Regions from separate parts of the Mus musculus genome. Here region 1 is linked to region 2. The links are chromatin contacts, called in public HiChIP or PLAC-seq maps. All regions are on one chromosome and are shown on one strand. Each heading gives the region's core, a stretch centred on a gene start, on an enhancer-like site or on the middle of the called end of the contact. The rest is flanking DNA. Distances are from core to core; before and after follow the strand shown.

The links. HiChIP or PLAC-seq counts read pairs in DNA pulled down with a chosen protein or histone mark.
Region 1: an H3K27ac HiChIP or PLAC-seq map of embryonic stem cells shows a contact between it and region 2, with 8 times the contacts expected there. The contact joins the enhancer-like site here to the promoter of Cibar1 in region 2. A contact is called at or near these places in 7 of 39 promoter capture datasets (the 3T3-L1 cell line, cranial neural crest, embryonic stem cells and 3 more), 3 of 115 datasets of contacts at active chromatin or transcription factors (bone marrow-derived dendritic cells and embryonic stem cells) and 1 of 9 other capture datasets (adipose tissue).

The regions. Positions count from the first base shown.
Region 1 is chr4:13,803,561-13,809,774 of GRCm38.p6, forward strand. The region is part of intron 1 of Runx1t1 (RUNX1 translocation partner 1); the gene reads left to right. Among named protein-coding and RNA genes, the nearest start is that of Runx1t1, 22 kb to the left of the region's middle. Within about 2 kb of position 2,796, at least 10 of the 459 cell types and tissues checked have an H3K27ac peak or open chromatin away from gene starts, as enhancers often do. A contact at or near this core is called in embryonic stem cells, where this site is marked.
Region 2 is chr4:12,170,765-12,176,264 of GRCm38.p6, forward strand. It overlaps Cibar1 (CBY1 interacting BAR domain containing 1), which reads right to left and starts at 1,251. Exons shown (of 9, transcript NM_026558.5): 1 at 934-1,251; 2 at 220-454. The coding sequence starts at 1,166. It overlaps Gm46846 (a long non-coding RNA gene), which reads left to right and starts at 3,269. Exons shown (of 2, transcript XR_001784247.2): 1 at 3,269-5,500.

The DNA.
Region 1 (6,214 bases), core at 1,546-4,045, 1.6 Mb after region 2:
AAAATTAAATTACAAATCTCTTCATATGAGTAAATGACTTTGAGAAAATGGAGACTATATTCATGGAAATGTTAAATTTGTATCAGTGCTTGGAAGTTTATTTTGGAATTGATTTTTTTATATTCTTTCCACTACGTGTAAGCTGTTATTTCTGATATTTTCAATGCAGCATTTATTCTTCTTTTAGGTATCAGAATTTTACCTGTATCTATCATACTTAGGAGTCTCCATCTTTTCTAGCCACCCCACTAGGACTACCTTTCACTGCTTCTTCTGTTAAGTTATATATGGCATGCTCATGGTAGAATCCATTGACTCCCGAGTCTCCTTGCTTGCACAACACGGGCTTGCAGTGAGGGGGTGGGGGGTGGGGGCTGATTGCAGCAGAAAAGAAGGTGGCCTTGCCTGGTATTGTGATGCGTATGCATACCTGGGAAATCCCCACCCTAGGAGAGCAACCACAAAAGGATTCTTCTGAATTTGAGCAGATTCTGGGCTGCATCATTAATTCCAGGCAAGTCTCTCTACCTCCTGAAATCACAACCATCCACTCCCCGAAAGCCTAGACTTTGTGCTCAGACAATTGGGGGTCATTTCCAGATCTGCTTGCTGCTTATTTGGTCTCTCTGTCCCTGCTTCCTTGGTCTGATCCTCTTGAGTATTCGGTGGCCTTACCTACAGTGCTTCATGAGCGGTTGGTGAAGCAGAGGAGGCGAGGGGATGTTGATAATGCATCTCCCAGCTAACTTCAGGAACTTTCTCGGTGAATATATGAGGGACAGTGGGTTTTGATTTACTTTGTTCACAACTTCCACACTGCTTACGTTTTCACATCTTGAGAAACCTGACAGAAACACTGACAACTCAACATCTTCTTGGTCCTGTGAGCCATGCTTCCCTATCGATTCTGTAACCTAGTCTCCAGTGGACTCCCCATTGCCACCTTTCCTGAGAATTTGCAGGAATCGCATTTGTCTTCACACTCATAAAATGTGGAGAATGACAGCTGCCAATCAAGGTCTTTTATCAACAGCCGAGACTAGACTTGGCTTTTGCTCTGCCATGTCCTGTATTGCCTGTATCTCTACCAGTTTCTTATAAGAGAATAAACCCACTCACCCACCCACACATCCGCCCACCCACACATCCACCCACACATCCATACATCCACTCATCCATCCATGATTCCCCTTACCCATCACGTAGTCTATTCTTGATTACACTTACATAAAGCTTGACAATTATATAAGGTAAACAAGCACTATCTGACAATTTTAATCTAAGAATGAATGTAATAAAATGATGAAAAATTCAGAAATTTGAAGTTCAACTTAAGGTTTTTATGATTATAATTATTTAAATATTACTGTTTTAATAAGGACTTTTTAAACTTCAAAGGAAACATAACTAAAAAAATTTCATATGTAACATCTTTAGTATAATACAATATGTTTGTTACTACAAAGCTATGAAATCATTATAGTACTTTTTATTTAAAATGTTATGTTTGCCTTTTTAAATTTTATTTATTTATTTAATTTATCATTGTTCTGCTGCATATATCCACAGACCAGAAGAAGGCATCATAGCTTCTTAAAGATGGTTATGAGCCACCATGTGGTTGCTGGGAATTGAGCTCAGGACCTCTGGAAGAACAGTCAGCACTCTTAATCACTGAGCCATCTCATCAGTCCTGAATGTCATGTTATGTTAAATGAATGTTATGTTAAATATTATGATGTTCATCTTATGGTGTTCATCTTATGCTGTTCATTTTAAAAGGGGTATTGTGGCTTTTTATTTGTAGCAAGGTCTCATGTAGCCCAGGCTATCCTCTGTTCCTCACAATGTAACAGGAGCTGGCCTTGACCTCCTGATCTCTCCTGCCTCCACCATGCTAACACTGGGATCACAGGAGGGCATAAGTATGCTTGACTCGCTCATTTTTCGAGGAGATTCCACCAAGTTAGTTTGGGGACACTTGAGGATATCTCAGCTAATCTTAGAAAATGGATGTCAGTTTGCTTAAAATAATTTTAAAATTGAATAAAATTAACTTTTTGGAGAAATGATTTTTTTTTTTTGGAAGGGGTGGGTTGCTCTATAATCAGGCTGGCAAAGAGGTCTGAGAGTGTGGATTAAAATTCTTCCCTAGAACACCCTGTTTTCCATACTTATGCATCAATTTTGTACAAAGAAGCATGTGTCCTTGTGAAAGATGCAGGAAGTGGGCAAGACTGAGGTCTGGGGGGGGTCACTTATCTGATACAAACTACAAAGATAGATGCAAGGGGGACTAGGGGAATACCCTTATAATATGATTGACAATATAGTGGTTCCCTAAGCCTTATCTCTCTGACACACATGCCTCAATCCAAACATCTTAATGTGCTCACATGAGGACGTGGGCATGCAGCATTTATTTAGTCAGCAGCTGCTGACGTTTTCCTGTGTGTGTGAGTGGGTAAAGAATGTCCACATCCGGAGTATGTAGCTTTAGCTCCTATTTAGTGGGATTTGAGTCCATTCCTGGCATAAGATTTTTGTTTTTGACTTAGTGACAGATACTTAGCTTCACCGACAGACTTGTAGCAAATGATGTGAAATTTGCTAACAGGTGCATAGAAAGCAGAACACAATCAAAAGGAAGGGTCAGCCGTGAGATTGGAACATGGGGTTGGGTCAGTAGGAGAAACTTCACTGAAGGGGTGGTGTTCGCTCTGGTTCTAGCAAGATCCTGTTCTTAGTAGTTCTCTGGTGCATTTGAAAGTCAAGGAATGTTCAGGCATCAGCTGGCATGGTGGAAAGTACCAGGTAGACAAACAATAGAACACCACACCCTTAGCTTGCAGAGGACAGTTGTAGGAAAGAAAGCCAATAGATGCTTTTAAACCAGAAGGGTTGCTTTACTTGTTTATTTGGCAGTCCTGGTGATCTTTTTACATTTTAGCCTCAGATAGTGCCCCCCTGGAGCTCTATTGTGTCAGTTTCCTCTGAGATTGAAAGATTCCATCCTGCAGGGAACCTCTTTAAATGGGAAGATAAACAATTCAAAGTAGCTTAAGGATGTCCCTGAAACTGACCAGAGTCACTAGGCTCCTCCCTGCCAGAGTTAGCAATAAAAGCTGAGAGTCGCTCTCCGGAAGCTAAGCTTCAGTGAAGACTCTGAGACTAGATGAGTTGTGTGGAAGAAGCAAAACCATCCAAGTTGCCTGGAAGAGGTGCAGACCTACTGAGGCACCTGCAAAAGACACTCTTCAACCTGTTGAGCTTCCTGCAGGGTGTGCCTTGTATTCAGTGTTCCCAGCCTTGTGAATTGTGACCCAAGCTGGGGTGGGCCTTGCTGATGCAGGTTTCTTTGAGTCAATTCTGCTCCTGGAAGTAACTCCTGACCCATATTCCTGTAAATAATCCGAATAAAACTCATTGACTCACCAGGTTGGGATTTGCCTGCCAAGAATACCCTATCTAGGGTGTGTCAACTTGAGCATTGCATCTCTATAGGAAGAGTTTTGTCATACAACAAGCCCTAAAACTCAAACTTGCAATGCAGCTGAGGATGGCTGTGACCTCCTGACCTTCTTACTTATAAATCCTAAGTGCTAGAATTTAAAATACCTGTTGCCACCATGATCAGCCAAAACTGAGAATTGAGTTAGGACCTTGCCTTTGACATGCTAGGAAAATACTCTAACACTCAGATCTGTCACCCTCTTTTTTGTTTGCTTTTAGATAAGTAATGCATATAATAGACATAGATGTATAATACATATACATATATATTATTTATATATGTTACATATATACATATACTATACATCATATATATTATTTATATACATGTGATATATACTTACAATACACACATATCCACATATATCCATCTCTGCCCTAGAACTTACTATGGAGAACTTATGAGTGTCCTGATTCTGTCTTCCTAGGGTTAGGGTTATAGGCATGTACTACCATATTTAGCTATGTTACTGGTTTGACTCTCAGAATGATGTAGAACCCATGAGAAGAAAGCAGACTAGGAAGTTGAGGTTTATAAGTGTCAATAAATAAACACAAGTCTCAAGGGACCTATTACCTTATACCTACGGCATGAGAAACAGTGGTGTCTAGTGTGACCATAGGTTGGGATTTAGGCAACTGGCTGCCATCGCTCAGATGGGCGATTAATACTCAGGAGGAGGTGCAGTGTTAAACTTCCAGGACTATTTGGTGTCTGATTGATGAAGTAGTTTAGTTAACTGGGAGTTAGGTCGCAGGCTTGGTGAGTCGAGGTACATGTCTGCTGGTAATCTTCATTTCAAGTCACTAGGAGTTGCTGAAATGAAACCTGGGAGTGGTCCAGCAGTAGGAATGTGTATTATGCAAAGAGACTGGGGCGAGGAGGGAAGGAAGGAAGAGGGAGAATTCAGAACCAGAGAAGAAAGGAGAAAAACTGCTTAGGGAGGTTTATAGAGTCAAATGTCTCTAAAACAAAGGGACAGGGTTACATAGTTATGTGTGGCACAACAATTAATGGAAAAAGAGGCTGTGAATTCGAAAGATACCAAGGAAGGGTGGAAGGATAGATGGGCAAGCATAGGAGGAGGAAAGGAAAGGGGTATTAAAGTAATTATTACATTACATATTATATAAACTATAATTTATATATTTTTTATTAAATTATATACTGTATAACATTATATAAAATGTATTATAATATCAAAAGCAAAAGAAATAAAAAAAAGAAAGCAGATTAATTGGTTATCTAAAACTAAAAGCATACATACAAGTATCATTATACAGACAGGGTATAATTAGGCATGTAGAAATATTTACACATATGCATGACCAGTGCACACACACACATGCACAAACACACACATATATATGTATATACACATACACATATACACATACACACACACACACACACACACACACACACACACACATATATATACCGGAACTCACTTTGTAGACCAGGCTGGCCTCGAACTCAGAAATCCGCCTGCCTCTGTTACTTTCTGTTTTTTTGTTGTTTTGATTTTGTTATTGAGATAAGATTTCACTGTATTTTTGAACTTGAACCAATTCTTTAATCACAAGAGGTTAAAGAACGTCAGGTGTGCCTTACAATGGACTATTCAGATTTTTTCTTCTTCTTTCTTTTCTTTTTCCCCCTTTATTTCTTTTTATTTTTTCATGTTCTTTGGAGTTCTTTTAGTGAGTGTGTGTGAACATTCACGTTGTGGGTGTACACATGTCATGGTGCCTATGCGGAAGTCAAAGGAAAACTGTCTCTCTATTGTTATCCTGTTGGGTTAGCATCTTGCCTCTCTCACTCATGAAGCCGGGTGCATAGAACCTTTTGCTAAACTATGATAGGCAGTGCCCACAGGTGAGAGGCTTTCTGAAATCCAGATAAAAGGGTCTAAAAGAGTTTTGAGTTTTCTAAATATTGTGACAGAAACAAAGGTGTGAAAACCATGATTGATTTAGGATGGTCAGGAGAGTGATCTGTAAGCACGGGAGTGCACAATGTACAGGAACTGCCTGTAACTGGCTGTGACCATAGTGTACATAGGTCCTGGGTCCTTTTGTGGTTGCTGAAGGTCCAATGCAAGACTTTAGCCAATGGTTCCTCAAGTTAAGACAGAGAAAGATGTGCTTTCAGCACTATTAACTGGGAATGCAGCTGGAATGGAGCACCCAAGGTGCTTAGGTGAAGAGGAAGAGAGGGAAACCAGACAAAAACATGCTACTTTTACCTAACCTGATGATGTCTGTCCTTCCCTCCTCTGTTTCCCCATAAATCAGTGGCTTCTCAGGGCAGTGACATCCGTCTTCCTGCACTTGTCTTCTGAGTAACTGCGTTGACAGGCGAGCACCGCTCAAGGAGGGCAAAGCGTTTTGAGAAAGGAAAAGTCTAGAAAGGTCCTGAGGTGTCTGTCCTCTCAGAGCAGACTTCCGGCAGCATCTGTTCTTGTTGCTGCATTAAGGGATTATAATGTTCTGGATGAGGGCTTTGTGTTTATACATCCATGAGGTGATGGCTTCAGATATATCTGATCTGCTGGCCCTTTCTCCCAATCCAGTTCAAAGACATGGTTTTTGTTTGTTTATCAAGAGACTCTCTCTGTCTCTGTCTGTCTGTCTCTCTCTGTGTATATATATATATATATACACACACATATACACACATATATATATATATGTATAT
Region 2 (5,500 bases), core at 1-2,500:
AAATGCAGTGGTAAACTCAGACTTCAACCACACCTGACGTTTAGTTTGAAAGCTATCAGGTCACAGAAAGGTTCCATATAGCGAACCCACACTGTTACAGACAGGAAAGGCATTTATCAAGGGTACATTCACCACTGCTGGGTAGGTTACAACGAAAAGTCCACAATTTTTACACACTTTGTAGGAATTTGGCTATGACACCAGAACCTCACTTCATACCTCTGCCTGGCGATAATCTTGAAGTTTGGCAAACTCATCAGCAAAGTCTTTCAGACCCTGCTTTAAATTTGGTGTCTCGGTAGAGGCATACAGGTTGATTTCGTTCACTAGGAGGTCGGCTTTGTCTCGAAGCCTGGCAGTTTTCCGTACATAAGCAGCAAAGATTTGGCAAAGCTCTCCAAAATGCTTCTCCACATTTGTGACAGCATCCTGCAGTTGTTTTGTTTGAGCATCTCTAGAAAAAGGAGACACAGAACACTGTTCTTAAAACAGTAAGAAGGTGCCCCGTTAATTTTACGTGCAAACATTCCCGGGCCTCCCTAAAGCCCTGAAGGGCAACATTCCCAACTCTTCCAGAGGCCCGCGCCTTCTCTAGGACCTCACGCAGGCTCTGGTCCTGCCTAGAACCTTGCAGGCCCGGGAAAGGGCCCGGGCCTGGTGGGCCGAGAAGGGGCGGCGCTGCTGCGGCCTGGGCACCTGCGGCCTCCCGGGCTCTGTACCGCGGCAGGGCCCGGCCCAGCTCAGGGGGACCGATCGGCCGGGAGACTCTCTCGGCCCGGCACTCGCCTCATCCGGGTGGACGGACTGCAGAGCGCCACGGGGACCGTGCGGCCTCCTCCCGCCCCAACCGGCTTCCAGGCCCTCGGCCCGGCTCCTCTCTCCCACCCGGCCCTTTCCTTCGGGCAGCCTGCACGACGAGGCCCCGGCGGTTACCGCTCATCCAGATTGCGCCTCAACATCTTGCCTTTCCCGCCGCCCGGGACCCAGGATGGGAGCCCAACGAGCGCGGCTCCGGGCCGCCAGGGCGCGCGGGAGCAGGCGACGCCGCCACTTCTACCGGGAGCTGAGAGCGCGCAGTGCGCGCCGCCCCGCCTGCCCGGCGTTTCCGTGGCGACGCGGCGCGCGCCCCGGCGGTCAAGAGCAGGGCAAGGGAGACCAGAGGGCATGGGGCAGAGGGAACACCAAGCATCCTCCTTCAGCTCCTGCAGCTCTCTAGCCCTCCCAGGCTTCTGGGAGCGAAGGAGGAAAACCAACCCACCAGCAACCGGAAGGGGTACAGGAAAATAAAGGTGAACGGGGTTCAGACTTAATGCGAAGCTTGTCCCTGTGCTTCTCTGTTGAATGAGACAACGTGTGGGCTCGTGGAAGCTGCCTTTGGAAAAGAACCGCTCTATAAGTTAGATTTCTATAGCTGTGATGAGACCCCGACAAAAATCAAGTTGAGGAGGAAAGGATTTCTTTGGCTGACATATCCCAAGTCACAGTTCTTTAAGGAACTCAGGGCAGGAACCTGGAGGCAGGAATTGAAGCAGAGGCCATGTAGCAACACTGCTGGCTGGCCTATTTGATTGACTTTCTTATATACCCCAGGACCTCTTGCACAGGGGCAATACTGTCTACCCTTCCATGTCAATCATCAATCAAGAAAACAGCCTACAGGTCAATCTGATAGGGACATTTTCTGAATGTTCCCTCTTCTCGGGTAACTCTAACTTTGGTCAAATTAACCAAACAGAAACAAACAAACAACAATAACAACAATAAAAATAAGAACAGTAACAACAAAACAGAAACAGAAAAAAAAGCACACCAGTGCTTACTCCCTCATCTTTACTGGTCTTTAATGCCATCTGTTCCCCCTCTTGCAGGTAACTGAGTTTCTACTTTGTGAAAAAGATTGTTAGACCCAGTCGAGGTATGGGCCTGAATGAAGGTTCCCCAATTGGAAGAGTCACAGATAACCCAGAGCCTTCCTCTAGCTTCTGAGAGGGAGTCTTCTCTTCCGAGTGAACTTGGGGTCCAACTTCAAGCTTTGTCTACTTCTCAAATGCCCATAATTTCTGAGAATAAAGTCTTTGCTCTTACAGTGCTCACAGCCTTGGTGGAATGATAAAGCTAGCCAAACAGTCAAACACATATAACACAGCCCAGAAATGTGCTACCGTGTCAGGTTTCGTTGTATAAACAAATTATAAGGCCTAGTGGCTTCCACAACTCCACTAGTCAGTTTAGGATTCTGTAAACGACACAGATGGTTCTTCTTTGGTTCTGTTCAGCTAGGTTCTTTCCTGCCTTTCCAGGTGGCGAGTCTGTTACTAGCAGTATAATTTCACTAAATGCTATGGTGCTGAGCAAATAAGTTCTGCAATTGGGAGGTAGGGAGCCAGATGTGTCCAACCCCACCCCCTAAAAGCTCATCTTAAGACCAGTAGGAGTAAGAATTGCTCCCTCCTTGTTCTGGGCCTGCATGCCATGGTAGTGCATGTATCCTTGTGACCCACACCTCTACCACCATTGAGGTAGTCACATAGCCTGGTGGCTACATTACAGGCTTAAGCACCTGGAATTCCTCTTCATGCAGATGAAGCATTCCCAGTACCTCAGTACCAACCAATAATGTACACTCACCCTGAAAAATACCTACCCACTACCCAAGGTTTATATAGCCCTTATTTTCCTCAAATAAAGAGAGCTGTAACTCTGGAAAAACGTCCAGCCAACAGAGTTCCTGCAGACCCAGGACCCACCCTGTCTGGTGATTCTTCATTTTTTCCAATCCAGCCTAGTGCAAAACAGTGCCTGAGTACCCTGAAGGCTGAAGCAGAACTGGCCAATTTGAATATGGTTTGAGTGTTCTCAAAGAGTACATGACGCAGAGGCTTGGTTTGCTCTTTAATGTATGGTGAGAGGTGTGGACATTTAGAGAGCAGCCTAAAAGCCATGGAGACTACCGCTCTTGGAAGGGATTAAGGTGTGTGTGGTTGTTTGTTTGTTTGTTTGTTTGTTTTTTTGAGTCTCTTATTATTAGTTTCTGGAAAGGTTATAGACCAGAGTCTTACCCCACCTGGATGTGACTTTTTCCATCTATACCTGTTGCTACCATCATGACCAAATCCACTATATGAAGTCTATCAGAGCAGAGCTACTAGCCAGAATTGTGAACCAAATCAACATGTATTTGTATACACTTGTCAGCCTGAAGTATTTTTGAAAGATTTATTTATTTATTTATTTATTTATTTATTTATTATGTTTATGTGAATGCCTCTTGAGTTTATATGCACCTTGTGTGCACAGGAAGGCCAGAGAAAGGTTTCCCTGGAACTGGAGTTGCAGGCTGTTGTGAGCCACCATGTCGGTTCTGGGAATGAAACGAACATCTGCACGAGCAATAAGCCCTCATAACTTCTGATCCACTGCTTCAGCCCACTAGCCACAGGTATTTTATGATGATAATATAAAGTAGACAGATACAGGTGGCCTAACATGCCATGCATGCAGCAGGGAACCTGTCAGCTGAGGCAACATGCCTTTTATTTTCCACCAGGTCAGCCTGGATTCTTCAGATAGCTTCTTTCTAAACTGGCCAGCAAGACATGGCAAGTCCCATTGTACACATGCTTTTAAAGTGTCTGCCTAATTATCATGGATTCCTAGGTACTATTGGTTGATACAAGTTACATGGTCCACATTAAAATTGCACACTAATTATCACGGGCCCAGGGAGTGGTTGCTTCTGTTTGTTATTCCATGTATCAGTTGGACCTTCATGGCACCAAGAGAACATGTGCTTACAACAGAGCTTCGGTTTGACCTCACTGAAGAAGTTCAGTGAAGAGGAAGCATTTCAACTAAGACCAGAAGAATGAGAAGGGGTTAACTAGAAGAAAGGGGGATTAAAATTAGGCCAATGAGAGGGACAGCATAGGCAAATTGTCTCCTTCTTTCCCAAGACAGCTCTTTTCTCCCTCTAAAATTGCATATCTTGTATCTGTATGGATGTGACTCCTGTCAATAATAAATTTGATGGCCAATGGCCTAGGCAGGAAATAGGAGGTGGGACATCAGGGAGGCAGAAAGGACTCTGGGAGAGTGCCAGGTAGGAGGTTTGCTAGGGAAGATGTGATTAGATGAATGCATGGTACCTAAGCATAGGAAGCCAGCCAGATTTACTATGTTAGATGAGCTGAAGTCATCAATGAATACATGAATGAGTGAAAACCCCATGGCTGAGAGTTTTCTTGTGTGTGAGGAAGTAGGAGTGGAGGTGGTTGTGGAATTTGATGAGGGGATGGGTAGGAGAGGTCCTGCAGAACATTTTGGCTAATACTAATGAATTTTGACTTTGGTCCTTGTATGAGTCATGGTTCTCCCGAGGAAAAGAACCAACAGGTTGTGTATGTGTATAGTACAATATATAAATTCATTATAAGGAAATGATCCAAGTGATTATAAGGGCCAAGTGACCTCAAGATCTGCAGCTTAGAGGCAACACGGGATAACCAGCATGGAACAACAGTTCAAGTGTAAGAGCTAGAAAAGCTGATGCTGCGAATATCTCTATGGAAGCTAGAGGTCTAATCCTCAAAAGTGTGTTTCAGTCCTAGTCTGAGTGTCAGCTCACACCAGATGGCAGGCTCTAACCTATTCAGATCTCTGATTAGTGGAAGAGGGTTTATTTTAGTTAGAGTTTTACTTCTGTGAAGAGACACCATGACTAAGGCAACTCTTATAAGGACACTATTTAATTGGGGTTGTCTTTGAGGTTCAGTCCATTATCAAGGTGGGAGTATGGCAGTGTCCAGGCTGGCATAACACTGGAGGAGTTCTACATCTTCATCTGAAAGCCACTGGGAGAAGACTGGCTCCTAGGTGCTTAGGAGGAGGGTCTCATTGCCTACCCACACGGTGATATACTTCCTCCAACAAGGCCACACCCACTCCAACTAGGTCACACTTCCTAAAAGTGACACTCCCAGGGCCAAGCATATTCAAACCACCACAGTTCACTCCCTGGCCCCCATAGGCTTGTTCAAACACATGTGTCTATGGGGGCCATACCTAGCCATAGCATATTAAAAAATAAGTTTTGTCCAATTTTCAACGTCTCTATAGTCTATAGCAGTCTCAACAATGTTAAAAGTTCAAAGTTCAATGTCTCTTCTGAGATTTGTCCAATCACTTAACTTTAACCCCCAAAGCAAGACAGGAAATCATCTGGGCAAACTCTGAACTCTGCATCTCCACGTCTGATGTCAAAGCAGTCTTCAGATCTCCAGCTCCTTTTCCATCTTTGTTGACTGCAACAAACTTCTTTCTCCTGGGCTGGTTCTACTCCCTATTAGCAGCTTTCCTTGGCAGGTATTCCATGGTTCTGGCATCCTTAACATCTTGGGGTCTCCAAATCAACCTCAGTTTCACAACTTCCTGTTCTAATATCTAGGATCCATATATGTTCTTCTGGGCTTCTCCAAAGGGCTTTCATCACTTCTCCAGCTCT